Linked DNA regions of Triticum aestivum: region 2 is linked to region 1. Evidence: chromatin contacts called from public Hi-C data. All regions are on one chromosome and are shown on one strand. Each heading gives the region's core, a stretch centred on a gene start, on an enhancer-like site or on the middle of the called end of the contact. The rest is flanking DNA. Distances are from core to core; before and after follow the strand shown. Region 1 has its middle 15 kb from the start of LOC123045113. Region 2 holds the start of LOC123045122 (protein NRT1/ PTR FAMILY 5.2).

Region 1 (2,574 bases), core at 43-2,542:
TTTTTTTTAAAAAAAATTCGGATCTGCTGTTGCTGTTGTTTAGTTCTTTAATGTTTCTCGCTGTTTGTATTCATGAAATGGTCATCAGGCCGACTGGCTAGCTACACGCACGCAAGAGCTGAAGGTCCGGCGCATCTATTTTTTTCTTTTGATTGGGCCGCAGGGAAAAGAAGCAGAAATGATAAGTACCACACGTGTGTCACGAAGCATTTCGGTCCTGACGTTTTTTACAACTTAAATTGCCATTCCAAACTAAAATATAAATTCAAAAGAAACTTAAACTTGTCATCCGAAAATACAGTTGTCATCCTTGCGCACTAAACTTGTCATAAAAACCGTTCACAATTGCCATGTCTTTGTACTCCGAAGTACCATACATATGGCACTTATCAAGGTCCAAAAGAAAAAAGCGACCCGTGCACGATTCAAACTCAGTATCTCCCCTACCGAAAAGAAGGCTCCAGCCAAAGGATAGAATTGTGTTATTATAGAGGGTTTGTTAGCCAATTAATAGTATCAACTCAATTCTTTACACTTAATCCCATCAATTTACATACATTTGCAAATTGTCTGAAATATCAGCAAGCCTTCTCATAAATCCAAGAAACAAAGAGAACAAAGAGAAATACTCGATAAAGGAGGGGACATGTATGGCTCAAGCAAATTAAATCACAACCCGAAAGAAATTATTTACGGTCTAAAGACCACAAGAAATTAACTCTCAAAGAGTGTGTGAGGGTTGCCATGAATATGTAAGGAGGACAATGCACCATCAAAATCATTAATCACAGTAACCAAAGGCAGGATTGTGAGACATGATGATACACACGAAAAAAAAGAGAGACAAGGCAACCTAAACTCAGGCCCCTCCACAATTGAGGTTTAATTAGACAAGGCTGCCATTTTAATTAAACCTCAATTTTGTATTTGTTTTTGCATGCACATCTAATTTTTATTGTTGTATATCATATTTTTTTCTTCTGTTGCAAGTACAGACAGATAGTCTTTGATTAAAGTGATGTGTACAGCGTAATGATATACTTTCTTCGTCCTTGAAAGAGTGCATTTCTGTTGGAAAGTCAAACTTTGTTGGAGTACACCGAGTTTTAACCTCTTTGGGGAACAAAAAACCAGCTGCCTAGCCGCATGCCAAATTTCGAACCAAGTTGCTAGTAGAAACGCATGCTGCATTATTGTCATCGTGGAGGGGCCCTGGGTTACGTATATTTGACCTATAGCCGCGAGACTGCTCAGCACAGACGTGGACTTCGTCGGACGCCAATCCAGCTGCAAAGTCAGCTGCTTTGACCGGTGACCTATTGACCGGCTACGATGGTGATGGCTTGTAGATAAGTACAGTACATGGATCGATGTCGCGGTAGCGGTACCGTGGTGCATTCTCTAACTGGCTAGTAGGAGTATTACGTAAGATGTTAGAGCTGACGCTGTGATAACGCTAGGAACAGATCATGAGTTCATTACAACCCAGAGGATTCAGGTTAAGAAAACAACCAGTCGACAGATGAACTATTGGTTTTCTTCCTCTAGGGATTGGGTACGTAATATTTCATTGGTCAAAACACAATGACATTAATCGTCAAATAAATATTATACTCCTGCATCCGAACGAGAGAAGGCTTTGGGACTTGGTATATATCCAACGGGACCTGTAAATTTTCTCCTGCATCCGTCTGTGGACAAAAAGACCAGTCCGCGAGTATGTATGTGGAAGGCCGCCATCCAATCGTAGCCGCACACATTTCAAATTCTTTTTGAACAAACCGGATGAAATTCATATAAATTCGGTCGGATTTCATACAAACCAAACAAATGCATGTCAGCAAGGCACCGCTCCGCGCCGCCGCTCCCCGCCCGTGGCCACCTTGGCCACGGCGACTCCCACCGTGCCGTACCCCGCCTGCCGGTCAACATGCCGCATGGCTAGCCCCGCGCTGCCAGCCTCGCCGCACTTCCCGGGCACGTCTGGCTCGGAGGCACGCCTTTGCCTCTCAGACAACGGATCTGAGGGAGACGGCTCGCCTTCGACCCCGCGGTCATATGCGTCGGTCGTCCGGTTCGGCATGGGAGAGACCGAGATCCCGGCCTCTGAAGCCGCGCCGGCGCCCCATGCGTCTGGGTCTTCGACTACCGCTGGATCTTCGCCTGCGACGATGGTTATTGCTGCGCCTGATCCGCCCAGGGCCATCAATGGGGATGGGGGGCGGCCTGGCAGCTGGTTTCCCGGAGGCGGGGCAAGGCATCGCCTCCACCAGTTACAGCCGCGACGCCACACCACTTCCACTACTCCTACAAAGCCGACCTTGCCGGCTGCTGCCACAGGTGCCTCGAATCCGCCCACCCCACCGTTCGCTGCTCAAGCCGTGTCCGTTGCATCCACTGCGGGCGCCTCGGCCACCTGCGCCGGAGCTGTCGCTCCAAGCACCTCCCACGCCACCCGCTCCCACCGCTCTGTAGTCCGCCACCACCACCACCACTTCCTCTGCGCCACAACCCACCAACACCACCATCTCGCGGCCCCCGCCAACCCCGCCCCCGGGCTCCCGCCGGGCCTTC
Region 2 (2,574 bases), core at 53-2,552, 180 kb after region 1:
GAGGGTCCCGGGGTCCACCAAGTGGGGCCACCGGCCCCGGAGGCTTGCATGGGCCTAGAGTGGAAAGGGACCAGCCCCAGAGTGGGCTGGTGCGCCTCCCACCCTTGCCCAAGGCGCAGCTAGGAGGGGAGAGGGGAAACCCTAGGCGCAGATGGGCCTATAGGCCCACCCTAGGGCGCGCCCCCTCTCTCCCCCTCTTGGCCGCCCCCTCCAAGTCCCATCTAGGGCTGGCCGCACCCCTTGGGGTGGGAAACCCTAAAGGGGGCGCAGCCCCCTTCCCCCCTATATATACTTGAGGTTTTGGGGCTGCCAACACATGAGAACCTCTCCTTCTTGGTGCAGCCCTGCCTCTCTTCCTCCTCCTCCTCTTCCGCGGTGCTTGGCGAAGCCCTGCAGGATTGCCACGCTCCTCCACCATCACCACGCCGTTGTGCTGCTGCTGGACGGAGTCTTTCTCAACCTCTCCCTCTCTCCTTGCTGGATCAAGGCGTGGGAGACGTCACCGGGTTGTACGTGTGTTGAACGCGGAGGTGCCGTCCGTTCGGCACTAGGATCTCCGGTGTTTTGGATCACGACGAGTACGACTCCTTCAACCCCGTTCTCTTGAACGCTTCCGCTTAGCGATCTACAAGAGTATGTAGATGCACTCTCCTTCCCTCCTTGCTAGTTTCTCCATAGATAGATCTTGGTGACACATAGGAAAATTTTGAATTTCTGCTACGTTCCCCAACAGTTCCTCTCCATTGTGACCAGCCTAACGCATAGCAGTGGCCTCCGTCAACTCAGGTTCAGGTACTTTATCAAAGGAACATCTGCTGGCGGCCACACACTCCCTATGATGATCACGAATCACGACACCTGCACCCATTTACCCAGTGTCGAAAAGGAAAGCAGCGTCAACATTTACCATCACCAACCCTTCCGGTTCCGGCGGCGGAGTTCACACTCTTTTGGAAACCTCAACGAGGTGGGAACACAACAAGTATTCTGCAGCAAGTGAATCGTCTAGGGTGCAATGGTAAATGCGCATAATTGCAAGGCCACCAACTCTGATTAACTTAGCCACCTCTCCAAGTGTGGAGGTATCAAGTCGTCCAAGATTTTCTGAAAAGAACCATAAAACAAGTCGTCCAAGAAAATACTATGTTGAGTACGCAATCAGGTACGTAGTACTGGCGCCCTTGGGAGCCCACCAAATGGCGTGCTTTCTTTTTAGTTTCTTTTATTTTTAACTGGTTCTTTTTAGTTTCTGGTTGCGATGTCCAAAACCCCGCTGTCCAGACATTTTTGGCACTCCCCGCAGTCCAACCCGCCACTTGCCAAGTCGCTGCCCGCCAAGACCGGGCTTATAAATGGACAAGTACATAGGAGCTCAGCTCACGCAGGCACCCGGAGAACTAGCAGTGCCCTCCCTCCCTCCATAGTCCACAGACAGACAGGGAGCGTCCATGGCGGGGACGACCCGGCTGGAGGCCGGCGGCAGCGACGGCGAGTACACGCAGGACGGCACCACAGACCTCCACGGCAACCCCATCCTCCGCTCAAAGCGAGGAGGCTGGAGAGCCTGCGCCTTCGTCGTAGGTAATTACTCTACTTTACCACTCACCAATTAGCTAGCTAGCCGGCGAAATCATCTGCTCCACCTCCGGCGCTTCTCCGGCTTGCTTCAGTTCAGCTGCTTCTCTCTGTCTCCGGCCTCGTAGCCAGGGGTTCTCCTCCATAGGCGTCTGCGTCTTTCTTTTCTTTCTTGAAACAAAATAAAAACAAAATAACGATCTTTGTTAGGCCCATAGGCTCACGCTCATTGTTTATTTATTTATTTTTGGCGATGGAGGCTCATGTTAGTTGTTGATTGAACAATACTGTACGTGTGTACGATCGAGTTTATTTTTCTCTGCTGGGCACATGCATAGATATGGCATGGTCAACGGGATCATGAAATGGTTTGGTTCATGTTAGGATCGGACTGGCGATCTTTTCTGACGACCTGCAGGAACCTGCCATCCTGCTTTATATTCAGACAAGAAACGATCCCCGTATCACAGGAACTGCGCTGCGGGCATAGGAGCGTTAAAGATTTCTCAAAAGAAAAAAGTTAAAATACGTGCATGCTGTGTGCACTCGTCCAAAGAATAAGCAGCGGCAGGGATACATGAACTCGGAGCCATCCGTCCCTCGATTTTGAGTGTCCGTGTCCTGCTTCCCCGGTGTGGCACTATCCCGCCCACGTGCTCTGTGGACGTACGCCGTCTGCAGTAATGGATGTACTACTTGCGTGAATTGACAAGCAAGACAAACCTAATCACAATAAATTTGCTCGAGATAGATGGCTATAGACCGGCGGCTGTAACAAAACGAAGGAGGCAATGAAAGAGCGCCGTGCATAAATTAATATTCGTAGAGTCCTAGGACGCTGCGATACAAGCTAGTTTAGGATATTACCAGTAGTAGTATTTGTTTAGTTCATGATTTCTTTTTGAGCTGTTTAGTTCATGATTTTGTCATCATAAACAGTAGGCAGCAATGTGTTTAGGCCCACGACTGAAGCAACGATTTGTTTTTGCCATAGACCAA

What was found. A called contact is a pair of places that touch in the nucleus more often than the background predicts.
Region 2: a Hi-C map of leaf shows a contact between it and region 1, with 6 times the contacts expected there. The contact joins the promoter of LOC123045122 here to the enhancer-like site in region 1. A contact is called at or near these places in 3 of 5 Hi-C or Micro-C datasets (all in leaf) and 1 of 1 datasets of contacts at active chromatin or transcription factors (leaf).

The regions. Positions count from the first base shown.
Region 1 is chr1A:259,863,484-259,866,057 of IWGSC CS RefSeq v2.1, forward strand. No RefSeq gene overlaps it. Among protein-coding and RNA genes, the nearest start is that of LOC123045113, 15 kb to the left of the region's middle. Within about 2 kb of position 1,293, at least 2 of the 8 cell types and tissues checked have an H3K27ac peak or open chromatin away from gene starts, as enhancers often do. A contact at or near this core is called in leaf, where this site is marked.
Region 2 is chr1A:260,044,881-260,047,454 of IWGSC CS RefSeq v2.1, forward strand. It overlaps LOC123045122 (protein NRT1/ PTR FAMILY 5.2), which reads left to right and starts at 1,303. Exons shown (of 4, transcript XM_044468069.1): 1 at 1,303-1,581. The coding sequence starts at 1,449.